Linked DNA regions of Pan troglodytes: region 2 is linked to region 1. Evidence: chromatin contacts called from public HiChIP or PLAC-seq data. All regions are on one chromosome and are shown on one strand. The core of a region is the stretch at or near the end of the contact, and the rest is flanking DNA. Distances in the headings are between cores, read along the strand shown. Region 1 holds the start of MYOM1 (myomesin 1). Region 2 holds the start of LPIN2 (lipin 2).

Evidence for each region. HiChIP or PLAC-seq counts read pairs in DNA pulled down with a chosen protein or histone mark.
Region 2: a contact with region 1 is called in an H3K4me3 HiChIP or PLAC-seq map of stem cell-derived excitatory neurons, with 4 times the contacts expected there. The contact joins the promoter of LPIN2 here to the promoter of MYOM1 in region 1. A contact is called at or near these places in 1 of 7 Hi-C or Micro-C datasets (stem cell-derived neural progenitor cells) and 1 of 1 datasets of contacts at active chromatin or transcription factors (stem cell-derived excitatory neurons).

What each region holds. Positions count from the first base shown.
Region 1 is chr17:27,642,161-27,648,897 of NHGRI_mPanTro3-v2.0_pri, reverse strand. It overlaps MYOM1 (myomesin 1), which reads right to left and starts at 4,079. Exons shown (of 39, transcript XM_024350980.3): 1 at 3,996-4,079. It overlaps MYL12A (myosin light chain 12A), which reads left to right and starts at 5,382. Exons shown (of 4, transcript XM_512041.8): 1 at 5,382-5,507. The coding sequence starts at 5,424.
Region 2 is chr17:27,880,328-27,887,064 of NHGRI_mPanTro3-v2.0_pri, reverse strand. It overlaps LPIN2 (lipin 2), which reads right to left and starts at 3,002. Exons shown (of 21, transcript XM_016933402.4): 1 at 2,733-3,002.

The sequences.
Region 1 (6,737 bases), core at 2,830-5,329:
TGGACGGTGGACTTCTGAGTTAATGCTGAAATAACACTTTGGGGGGCTGCTGGGAAGGCATGATTGGTTTTGAAAAGTGAGGACATGAGATTTAGGAGGGGCCAGGGTGGAATGATACGGCTTGGCTCTGTGTCCCCACCCAAATCTCATCTTAAATTCCCACGTGTTGTGGGACGGACCCAGTGGGAGGTAATTGAATCATGGGGGCAGTTCTTTCCCGTGCTATTCTCATGATAGTTAATAAGTCTCATGAGATCTGATGGCTTTAAAAAGGAGAGTTTCCCTGCATAAGCTCTTCTCTGCCACCATGTGAGACGTGACTTTCATCTTCCGCAATGATTGTGAAGCCTCCCCAGCCACATGGAACTGTAAGTCCATTAAACCTCTTTCTTTTGTAAATTACCCAGTCTCAGGTATGTCTTTTTTTCTTTTCTGAGATGGAGTCTTGCTCTGTAGCCCAGGCTTGAGGGCAGTGGCATGATCTCGGCTCACTGCAACCTCCGCCTCTCAGGTTCAAGTGATTCTCCAACCTCAGCCTCCTGAGTAGCTGGAATTACAGGCACGCACCACCACGCCCAGTTAATTTTTGTATTTTTAGTAGAGATGGGGTTTCACCATGTTAGCCAGGCTAGTCTCGAACTCCTGACCTCAAGCGATCCAGTCACTTTGGCCTCCCAAAGTGCTGGGATTACAGGCATGAGCCTCTGCGCCTGACCTCGTGTATGTCTTTATCAGCAGAATGAAAACAGACTAATACTGCCAGATAATTTATTATCTATATAATCCTTATTCCTTTTTTTGTTTGCTTTATTCATATTCTCTGTTCTTACATCTCATTTAGTATTTTAATTTTTCTAAGCATGTATCTATTTAACTTATTTTTTCAAATTTTCTAGTATGGAAGTAATAAGTATCCCCAAATACCCTTAATTCAATTTCACATAATTTTTTATCTCATTTATCATCCCTGACTTTAATGATAATTCTGACTAAAGTTTTTAAAAAAGCAATTCTTTATATATGTAGAATCTTCTATATCTTTGTAATATATTATTTGTAGTTTTGGTGCTCTAAAATTAATTATTATACAGATTTATGTAAATGCTTATTCATTTAAAAGAAAGGAGCTCCTCCTACTGTTTTCCTGAATTAAAGGATTAATGCTAATTGTTACATCATAAATATTTCATGTATGAAGAATTAGAATTCCATGTATGTAGGCAAAACCAGAATGTAAGCCATGTCTCTTAACATTCAATAGTTTCTTACATGCAATAAAAATTGCAAGTGATCCATATAAAATCATTGACTTAGGTTGTAAATATCAAGGATCCATTCTGCTATGCTTCCTTGCTGTTGTTTGGGTAACGAAATTTTCCTACTTTGGACCAAAGGAGAAAGCACAGTACAGTAAAATAAAATATGGGCTTTGGGCTGGGCCACTTACTAGCTATGTGCACTTGAACAATTGACCAGTTACCATGTATTTACCGGCACCTGTGGATATTAGGCATTGTATTAGGAGTTAGAGATATGTGGATAAATATCCACATATTTACTGTTTTCCTTTCTATTCTACCCCCGGACAATCAGAGACAGGATTTATAACCCAGGTTCTTTCATTACCTTTTGGGAAACCTGTGCAGATCATTCAAGTATTTGAGCTTGTGTCCCAATCAATGAAACGGAGGTAATAATATCTATCTCACAGGGTTGTTGTAAGAATTATATATTAGAAATGTTTATATAGAATACCTAGCACATAATAGGCACAGATAATAATAACTGTTCATTCCATTTTTTTCTCCCTTTAGATCTCACTTGGGGAAAAAAAACACCACCACCTTACTCTGAGGCAGGAGCAATGGATAGTGACCTTGTAGAAATTATAGTACTCCCAAAATAATTGATTACTATAAATATTGAGTTTCCAAATGATTAGTGCTGGGTTTTCTCAACCTAAGCACTACTGACTTTTTGGGCTGAATAACGTTCTGTTGTCGAGGGCCGTCCCGTGCATAGTAGGATGTTTAGCAGCATCCCTGGCTTCTCCCCACTAGATGCAGTATCTGTCCCGTTTGTGAAAAGCAAAACTGTCTCTCCAGACATCGCCAAATGTTCCTTCAGGGCAAAACCCAACCACCACTCCTCCACTATTGAGAACCACTGCAATAGTGGATCATAAGCTCACATTTAGTGGGCCTTGAGAGGTATTCTAGAAATTAAATGACATAGAATTTGCTATGGACTGAATTGTGTGTCCCCTCCCTGCCAAATTCATATGTTGAAGGCCTAACCCCCAGTGTGACTGTATCTGGAGATATAATTAAAATATAATTAAGGTTAAATGAAGTCATAACGGTCGGCCCTAATTCCATTAACACTGAAGGCTCATAAGAAGAGGAAGAGATCCCAGCCATTTGGGAGGCACAGACGGGCAGATCACTTGATGTCAGGAGTTTGAGACCAGCCTGGCCAACATGGTGAAACTCTGTCTCTACTAAAAGTACAAAAAAAGAGGCCAGGTGTGGCGTCTCATGCCTGTAATCCAAGCACTTTGGGAGGCTGAGGCGGGTGGATCACCTGAGGTCAGGAGTTGGCAACCAGCCTGGCCAACATGGTGAAACCCTGTCTCTACTAAAATACAAAAAAAAAAAAAAAAAAAAATTAGCCAGGCGTGGTGGCACATGCCTGTAATCCCAGCTACTTGGGAGGCTGAGGCACAAGAATCACTTGAACCTAGGAGGCAGAGGTTGCAGTGAGCTGAGATCGTGCCACTGCACTCCAGCCTGGGCGACAGAGTGAGACTCCATCTCAAAAAAATAAGTAAATAAAAGTAAAAAAATAAAAATACAAAAAAAAAAGATTTTAAAAAGGAAAAAAAAAAAAAGAGGAAGAGAGTGAGATCTCTCTGCCACATGAGAACACAGGGAGAAGGCGACTGACTATCTGCAAGTCAGGATGAGGGCCTTCAATCGAATTGGCCAGCACTTTGATCTTGGACTTCCCGGCCTCCAGAAGTATAAGAAATAAATTTCTGTTGTTTAAGCCACCCAGTGTGTAGTATTTTGTATGGCAGCTAAAGCAGACTAATAACAGAATTGAAAAGAACAGAATAGAAATCCTTGAAAAACATTATAGGTAGTCAAGTATTTCTTAGTGAAATAAATTTCTTACTATGAGTATTGGTCAAAAGATTGAGGGAGGATGGCTTGAACCTGGGAGATGGAGGCTGCAGTGAGCTGTGATCGAACACAGCACTCCAGCCTGGGCAATAGAGCAAGACCCTGTTTCACTCTATTTGGAGCAGAATTCAAGTCTCCAAACTTTTAGTAAAAACGTGAGAAGGAGATTATCACATGGAGGCAAAGATCTCCCATAGGGTCCAAAGGATAGAAATATCAGAGTCAGAGGCCTTTGATGGTGGGTCCAGTCATGAAAACTGAATATCAAAATACTAGGTGGACATTTGAAGAACATTTTATCGAGATGCTATTTTTCCACATTGGTTGACTAACCGTTTTTAAATCCATAGTTGTGGAATGAATAAATGAATGAATGAACACAGACTACACAATTCCTGTTCATCTTCAATCAGCCAGGCCCTCTGATCACCTCCAGACAATCAGGCATGCTGCTCCCTCTGCCTGGCATCTCCCTCTCCTTTTCTTTCCCCACTGAATTAATTCTAGAATTAGCTCTTTAACATCCCCTGGAGGACACCTTCCACTAGTTCCCAGACAAGTTTACTCTTCGTTTGTGCTCCTTCAATAGGCCCTAACTAACTGTACTGTAATTATTATATCTGTTCCACCCTTGTTCCCTGATACTCCGCTAACTCCGCATTCTTTCTATTCCCCCCGCCCCCATCCCCAAGGTAGCAACAACTATGTTCTGCTCCAGAAAGCATAAGCCACAGCCCCCACCACAGTGCTTGGCAATGCGGTTGCTGTTTAATACCTGCTGACTGAGTGGAAGGAAGACAAGACAATTACCTGACTCAAAGAGAAGCAAAAGAATGCTGCCTTCAAGCTGAGGGGAAGACTGAACTGTCCGTTTCTTTCTGCTCTAAAGTGTCCTCTGGAGAGGACGCTGGCGGAGCTGGTGCTCTCGTGGTGGCAGGCCACCACCCTGTGGAGGTGTCCATGCATTGCAAGTGCTCGCAAGCTCCAGGAACAAACGCATCCGCGCAGCCGTCTGGGGTTTGTCCCGTCGCTGCCAGCCGTCTCGCTGAGTCCCCGCCCTCGCCGATAAGAGCCCACTTAGGACCCCCATTACATGGATGACTTCCCAGGACCTGCCCTTAAAGACTCTGATTTAGTAGGTTGGAAATGACGCAATTATTTTTATTTTTAATTAGTACCCCAAGTCATTCTTTACCATCAAGGAAGTTTGGGAAACAAATCACGTTTGTTTCAATCACCTGTGGAACTGGAGCAGTTATTTTTTTCCCCAGTGACTTTACCACGAAGTTAACTTTGGAATATGTTAGTGGTTAATACACGGAACGTTCCCGAGATCCCTCAAGAAAGAAGCTACGAATACTTAGAAGACACTATTCCGCAGCGTTTACAGTAACACTGTCCGTTCCAGAAGGATTCAAGTGACGGCCTCCTTTGAAGGCGAAGACCACAGGGCAACCCAAACTTCAGAAGGGTTCTGGCCACGGGAGCCACACTGGTCACTGTCCCCTAGTGCTGGGATGACGGCTCGAGTGTTAGAGGATCCCACTCACTCCTCTGGTAGATGAGGTCAGAGAGCTGAGGGGGCCAGAACAAGTCTTCCTTATCGGATTCTGGGCGGAAAAAGATAAAGTCGGGGAGGACTTTCTCTTTTTAATAAGATTCATTGTTACGAATTGTTCTAGGCAAGCAGACCTCAGGAGAAACAGGCCCAAGTTTTGATTCCTGTTTTCACCAAGCCGCAAGTCCTAATCGTAGCAAGAGGTGCGGGGAAGAGTCGCCTTCCTTCCTGCATAGTGGGATCCAAGTCAGGCTGTCCTTGTTAGCCAGGGTCAAAGGGGCTCTGCCAGGGAAAAACGACGGCAAATGTTTTTCAAGAGGAAGTCTCCAGCCACTTGTGACCTGGGAAATCCGTCTGGGCCAAAAAGATAGTGGACGCTTGGCTGAGGGCCCCAGGGACATACGTTTCCTCCCGTATGGAGGGGGCGGGACTCTTCATAAAATTACACTGCACACAGAGCTAGCATCAAGATCCGCTCCCGGGATACGCGAACTGCTCCGGGGCCCTCAGGCGGAGACCCAGACCCCGCGCGCGGCGTCAAGCGCAGGCGCACTACCGCCCACAAGCTGGAGCCCGGCTTCGGGGCGGGGCGATGGTCAGTCACGTGGGCCCGCAGCCCTCTCCTCGATTTCCCTACAAGGACTTGGGCCGACGGGCCCCGCCCTTCGCCGTGCCTTGGAATGTGCGGCCAGGCAAAGCCACAGGACGGACGCAACCATCTGCGGAAAGGATGGGGGGAGGAAGACTTAACACTGCAACAACAGGTACAAAAAAGAAGGAAACTCAGTAACAGGACCCAGAGAACCATTATATATTGCTCTATATTCTAGGTCGCCCACTTTACACTTCCTTCTCATGCGCTTGGTCAATACCGCGCCCGCTGACCACACTGGCGACTTCCCTCTCTGTCGCCCCTCCGTGAAGCCAGACCCACTCTGCGGGCCAAGAAAGGTGACCGGGCTTCCTTCCGGCTTGCTAAGTAGAGGCCGGAAGCAGTGGTTTTTAGCGGCTCTCTGGGTAGCAGGGTGGTGTGATAGCGGCAGCGAGGGGCTCGCAGAGGTGCTCGGATTCTCGTAGCTGTGCCGGGTGAGTGGCGCTCGCGTTCGGGCGCGTGAGACCCATCCCGGGGACCCGTCTCCGCAGGGCAGCTGGAGGGCGGCGGGGCTCCTGGCGCCGGTAGCGCACCTGGGCAGGTGTGCCAGCCTGGTCCTCGGTTCTGGGATCCGAGGCCATGGCTTGGAGTGGCCCAGACCCGAACTTCGCTCCTGTGCCCAAACTTGGAACTCTGGAAATGTGGCTTCGCTCACTGGCGCCTTGAGCTTGGGCGACTGCCGGGCCAGCGAAACCCGACCCCTGCAGAGCTGACTCCGGGACTATTTTAGTTTCTAACGTCAACTTGCCCGATTCAAGAGGGTTTGCGCAAAAAACGTAGCCCATTGTCCCCCTGCTGCAGCTGTTGTTGCAGCTGTGTGGCTGCGTTTAGTAGGAATAAGCAACTCAAATTGGGAAGTTCTTCAGCTCAGTATCCGCTCCTGTAATTAGAACTTTTTTTCTTTAAGCGATGAAATTTCGGACAGAGAGATCTGGAGTTTAGTTTGTGACTCGAAGAAAAACTCCAAAATGTAATACCTTGTCCCATTTGGGGGGAAAGTTTGGGCTAATTCAATTCGCCATGAAAGTGTCTTCTTTTTAAAGTAGTTTAGTAGGTATATGAATGTATCTGTCAGTTCTTGAGAGACCTATGGATTTAGCAGAGATTTTAACTTAAGTGCAAAAAGTTTTATATTTAAAGGCGAATAAAGCGAATATTTCTTAAAATTATTGGTATTTGTTTCATGTTCTGGAAGGGCTCTAATAAACGGTAATCAGAAAAGCACTCTGTTTTCAAAAGCGAGGCTTTACTGGCAAGTCAGCCCTCACAGCTAATTGTCTTTGTCCAGTGGTGAGAACTTTTGGGTGTGGCAGTCCAAGAGAACGAATCCTACCTTCAACCG
Region 2 (6,737 bases), core at 1,753-4,252, 240 kb before region 1:
TCTGCCAACTGGAGGCTATCTACCAACTTGTGAGTTGTTCCATCATGAAGGAGGCAAATGGTAGGTCACAAGACTCTGGGTCTCATTGAGAAGTATAAAAACTTACCAAGCAGTGAAGGGTATTGGAGAGAGAAAAACAGGATTTTAAAATGAAGATTCCAAACCACTGCCTACCAATTTGGCACAGCAAGTCGGGCAAATACACACTCAACGACAGTCACTGGGGTCAGAGTAAAAAGAAATGGATTTAAATTAAAGATGGAAAGACTTAAATCAGACTTAAAGAAAAACCTCTTGATGTAAATTGCTAAGCACCTACGGGAGATAACCAAATCTACCTGTTACCACTAATCTATCAACTAACAAGCCTCCAGCTAAGCGTTACTGTGCTGATATATATTAGGAAATAAGTACCCAAGGCATAGAAAAATAGCTGACACAGAGAACCAAGCCATAATGTAATATTAATAAACATTTGACCCTTTACCACCTCTAACACGTGGCACCACCAGGAATATTCATCCATGCCTCACCATTCAGGGAAGGTAAGTGAGCTCACTCAGGAAGTGCCACCGTCTTCCAGGTCACTGGTAAGGACAAACTGCCTGCTGCGTCTACCTTCATTCAACAGACCTCGACCAAATCGCATCCGAAAGCCGGCTATGTGCTTGGAACTTACTGAGCAGCTATGGAGTTTGGCTTTCAGGAACTCTGGGTCCAGTCCTTACAACCAAAAGTGCAATACAGGGCGATGAGAACTTCTATTGCTACATTCTCCTAGCAATAAAGAAGACAAACCCCCAGGTGACTCTATTATTTTCTTCTTAACAGTGCTTTACTATAGTATTCAAGGGTTTCCAAACACTTCATTTCCAGCTTCTCTTAAGCATAATGCGTGCCTATTGACTCTCGACTGTGCCATCAAACGTTAAAACAGAACCTGTCGTTTCATTTCTAGCTTTCTATGGCTACCTCTATCAAAAGTTGGGCATGGAGATACCTCAGTCTGGCTGGGGCGGTTGCTCACGCCTGTAATCCCAGCACTTTGGGAGGCCGAGGGGGGCGGATCACCTGAGGTCGGCAGTTCGAGACCAGCCTGGCCAACATGGTGAAACCCCCGGTCTCTAATAAAAATACAAAAATTAGCTGAGAGTGGTGGCTCATGCCTGTAATCCCAGCTACTCGGGAGGTTGAGGCACAAGAATCGCTTTAACAGAGGAGGCAGAGATTGCAGTGATTGGAGACTGCGCAACTACACTCCAGCCTGGGCGACAGAGTGAGACTCTGTCTCGAAATAAAAGAGATACTTCAGTCTGACATACCACAATCAACTACAATGTAATTGGAGGGAAGAGCCGATGTTGGATGGCTATCACACGTGGCTTCACACTGTTCTTTTTCTTCTCTGGCTGGGTACGGCCTGAGGATGACTGCCCTCCAACAACTGAGGATGCTGCAGGAGGACCAGCCCAGCACCTGTCTCCGTCCCCTGCACTGTGTGGCCGGCTCTGCCGATTCTCCCCCGCTTCGGCATCACCTGCCACTTCTTCTCAATCTTAAGCCACTAAGAATGATCAACACCAGACCGTTAAAACATAAACCAGTATGGGCCACTAAATAATTCGTAAATATTTCAAAATGTATTTCAAAACCGACTTTGTATTGTCAAAACATTATAATCTAGCCAGGCCAAGTTTTAATAAACAGTAACACCCATCATCACTACTGGGTAAAGAGCTTCAACAGGGCCTACCTGGACACCAAGTCTAGAGCCTCGTTTCCAATTAAAAAAAAATGGGTAAGCCCCAAATGTGCATTAAAAATTAGTTTGGCCATTTACTAAGAAGTCCTTCAAAGCATTTCCAAGTATTCAGAGTTCCAGTACTTTTCTGAAAGGAAGGGTGATCTTTCTGGTACTGGTTTGCATAATTATGCCTAAAAAATGTCATCTTGAATTTTCAATGAAAAGAGTCTTAAAATGTTCAGGCGAGTGGAGAAAATGGTGATCCGCTGGCGTTAGAAGTTGACAGAGAGGCTCTCAGTACAAACTGTATCTGAACATGTTCCTTACAAATTAAGATCTGCACCGGGGGCTGGGGGCTTTGAGAAAACTAATCACATTTGAATCCGGTCCACACAGCTTGAAGGCGGAGGTGCGGGGCAAAGCGCGGCGGGGAAGAAACACCAGCAACTCGGCGGCCCCCGCCTCGCCGCAGATCACGTGCCCGGCGCCCCCTCCCGCACGGCCGGGGGCGGGATGGAGACGCGGCCTCCCGCGCGCCTTCCGCACTCCCCTCCGCGCCCCAAACCCAGGGTTAGGGGTGGTCTCGGGTAACCATCCCCAGGGCGGCGGGGGGGGAACTGCGCGGGTTCAGAGTCCTCAGCAGCCACCACTGACGCCCCGCCGCCCCCGGCTCCCCGCGCACCCCGCCGGTCCGTCCTGCGGCGGCGGCGGTAGGGGCCGCGTCTACGTGGCGCGGTCGCGGCGAGGCGGGGACTGGGACGCGGGGACCGGGAAGCGGGGACTGGGGCGCGAGGAGGGGCGGCTCAACCCGCGCCGCCCCGGAGGGTCCCGGCCTCCAGCAGGACAGCCCCGGGCCCGCGCCGCCCCGGAGGGTCCCGACCTCCAGGAGGACAGCCCCGGGCCCGCGCCAAGGGAAGCCCCCAGGCACAGACACTCACCGCCAGCCCCGGAGGGACGCCTGCGAGGAGCCCGGCCCGCGCCCACTTACCTGCAGCGGCTCCGCTCCCGGCCAGCGGGCGGCTGAGGGCAGGCGGCGGCTGGACTGCGACGGCTAGGACCCGCCAGGGAGGGAAGCCGAGGGGGCGGGGCCGGTCGGGGGCGCGCGCGGGGTCGGAACGCCCGCAGCCGCCGCTGCCTTGGAAGCCGCCTGGGCCGCAGCTGAGTCGGGCGGCCCTCATGAATGGGACGCGGCGGCTGCGGCGGCCGAGCCGGCAGCTGGCGGGCGGGCAGCGCGCAGGCCCCGCCCCAGCCACGTGACGCGCGCTCCCGGCCGCGCGCCGCGCCCCCGCCGCCGAGCGGCAGGCGTGCGGCTTCTTACCGCTCCCAGTCCCTGGGCTGCGGGCCCGGGCCCCTGGCCAAGTGAGGGCGGGGCCTCGATTTTCTAGTGCCTCGGGCGACAGGAGCCTTACTTTGTTTTAAAAAAAAAAGTTTCTTCCGGTCCCCATGGCAACCCTGCGGCAGGTCACGTGGGACTGAGAGCCCAATTGCCAAAAAGGAATATTAAAGTGCAAAAAAAGTCTAGGGAATGAATGTTTTATAATCCCCTTTTGATCACTAGCAGCACATCTCCTTTGCTTACTTACATCTCCACCAAAAAAAAAAAAAAAATCTATTACACAACTCATTTTTAAAAATATGCCGGGGTTCTGTTGTTGTTTTTTGTTTATTCTTTTTATCGCTGTGTTACCCCGGCTGGTCTCCAACTCCTGGGCTCAAGCATCCTCGCCCCTCGGCCTCCCAAAGTACTGGAATTACAGGCATGAGCCACCGTCCCCAGCATTAAAATATACTTTTTAAGAAATGAGTGGCTCACGCCTGTAATCCTAGCACTTTGGAAGGCCGAGGCAGGCGGATCACTTGAGGTCAGGAGTTCAAGACCAGCCTGGCCAACATGGAGAAACCCCCGTCTCTACTGAAAATACAAAAAACCAGCCGGGCGTGGTGGCGCGTGCCTGTGATCCCAGCTTCTCAGGAGGCTGAGGCAGGAGAATCAGTTGAACCCGGGAGGCGGAGGTTGCAGTGAGCCGAGATGGCGCTATTGCACTCCAGCCTGGCGACAGAGAGACTCCGTCTCAGAAAGAAAAGAAATGGGGCCCGGCGCGGTGGCTCACGCCGGTAATCCCAGCACTTTGGGAGGCCAAGGCGGGTTGATCGCCTGAGGTCAGGAGTTGGAGACCAGCCTGGCCAACATGGCAAAACCCCGCCTCTACTAAAAATACAAAAATTAGCCGGGCATGTTGGCGCGCCTGCAATCCCAGCTACTTAGGAGGAAGAGGCGGTGGAATCACTTGAACCCAGGGGGCGGAGGTTGCAGTGAGCCGAGATTGCGCCACTTCACTCCAGCCTGGGAGCGAAACTGTCTCAAAAAAAAAAAAAACAAAAAAAACTGGATTGCTGGTGCTATATACTATTGGTGCACACTGGTTTTTAATTTGCAGCCTATTCTATTACTATTCTATGATTGAAAGTAATGAACAGAAGCCTATGTTACTTCTATATAAATGCCAGTTAATTTATGAGGTGCATCTTGTGTGTGATCATTTATACAGTGCTAAGGGTACTGAAATAGGCATTTGCATACACAAAGCTGCTCCGTGAAGGATCCAGCTGCAGCCGAGTTTCTTCCCACCAGTGCCTGGTGTAGCTGGGCAGTGCTTGGATTCAGGGAGCAGGCGACCACTTCTTCACTTAAGTTCCTTCTGCTTTTCTGTGAAACTCGATCAAGTTTTGCCCCATCTGTAATCAAGGCCCTACAGAAACATAGGTAGTTTCACTGGCACAAGACCACTAGGAATTTTCCTCATTTCACTGCTTCTCACTTGGCTTCACAAGTAAAATAAAAATTTAAGAGGACTAAAATATCCCCCTCCATATTCAATGGATTTTATAAATATGGAGAAGAAAAATTAAAGCTAGAGAAAGAATTTAATCCTCAGTTTCTACGTCAGTAAAATAAAGATAGTAGTGTCTTTCTTACAGAATTGTTTTGTGGATTCCCCGTGATAACCTATAAAGTGCCTACGTTAGTGTCTGCAACCTGGAACAGGCTGTTAGAGTTCATTTTCTTTCCTTTCTTCCATTTCTCCCACTTAGACTTCTCCTGTTTCTCTCAGGCTATTTTCTCTATCTCTGCCTTGGGAGGGAAATATTCTGCCAAGCTCCCTTCCTTCCTTTCATCATTCAGGAAGCCCTAGAGCTCCCCTCCCTTCCTCCAAACAACCTTGCGTTTGAGACCTCACTCAGAACGATTGGTTCATATTGCTAATATTTTCCTCATTTTCCCGTGTCCACCAGCTTACACCACCACTTAAGTGGTGACTCATTAAATGTTTGTTGCATGATAAATCCCTTCACCTCCTGCCCTAGGAAGTGTGGAGGGGCCACCCCAGGTCCACCTACTCCACTCGAGTGTCAGAGGAAGAAAGCGCTTCCTTCAACTGGCCTCTGACCCACCACCTTCCAGCTCCAAGGTGAGGAACCTCACTCCACTAATTGTCCCCTCTTCCTCAATTCTGGCTTCATTCCTGCACTTGAAAAAGAAGCTTTTGTGGCCCCTCGGTTCCCCCTCAGGCTGTTGACTTATCACACAGCTTCTCTTCCCACCCAAGCTACCTGAAAGAGTTTCAGGTTTTCTCCCATCTTCACAGGGTTGCTCCTCCTCTAACCCTGAAACTGCTCAGGCTAAAGTCACTATGACCTTCTGGTTGCCGAAGAAAACAGACCCCTTTCATGTCCCATGCCTCATGATCTCTGCAGGGCAAGATGCTGTTGATCATTATTTCCTTCTTGAAACTCTCTCCTCCTCTCATTAGTGGGAACTCCTCTGAATTCTACATGCCTGTGCTCAGTGGCTTTCAACGTCTCAACCAGCAAGGTCCACAGTGATGTCAGATTCAAACCCATTATTTGTGCTTCTTCAAACCTGCTCCACCTGAATCTCCTATCCTGGCTGATGGCGCTGTCATCTGTTTAGACATACTTGCCAGAAACCTAGGAGGGAGTCTCATTTCCCTCTACTCCCATGCTGTCTCCATCATTCCTCCTCATTATTCCTCCTCATCATTCCTACTCTTGCTAAGGGAAGTCTTGTCACTCCTGCTCTAGCTCTCTGCAGAGCTACTCTATTGGCCACTTTGAGGGCTCTCCTCTGTTGCACCACTCACCCCTGCTTGTGATTAGGCCCTCGCCATTTCTCTTGTGGTCCATTGTAGGAATATGCCAGCTGGTCTCCCTACCGTCTAGTCCTGCCCAATTCGAAGCATCCTCTACTCTGAATTGCAGACCTGGCCATGGCACAGGTGGTTGGCAACCCATTGTCTTGACGAAGCAAGCCAAGTTCCCTAGCGTGGCATCCAGTGTGCTCCTTTTCTCTCTAATTTTCTATCCTGCTCCTTCTAGTCTGTATGCTTCAGGCATTCCATCATCCCTTTTGCAACAGGATTTTTTTTTTTTTTTTTTTTTTTTTTTGGAGACAGGGTCTCACTCTGTTGTTCAGGCCAAAGTGAAGTGGTGTGATCACGGTTCACTGCAACCTCAAACTCCTGGGCTCAATCGAGCCTCCCACCTTAGCCACCCAAAGTACTGGAATTACAGGCTTGAGCCACGGTAGCTGGTAAGAATAATTTTTCATATATTAACTTCTGTGTTTTTCCTTAGAGTTCTCTCTTTCTTCTTCTCATAAGAATGCACCCAGGCATTCTGCTTGTCTCAGGAGGTTGTTGGCAGAGTGGAAAGCAGAAGTTGTCTGCAAGACATTTCCTTCCTGTCTTTTATTTCCAAAACACCATGCTCAGTGAGGAACCTGTCTCAGTCAAGGGGGAGAGGGCCAGGGAGAAGGCATATCTTTGAGGGAATCTGGAAAGCAGAGAAGGATTTTCTCTAGAATAAGAATCAAGTATCCCCAACCTGGAGTTGGAAGAAGGTGGTCCTATGCCCTCCTGTCTGGCAGCTCCCAGGGGAGGTGATTCAACCTTAGAAAAATAGCTTTGTTATT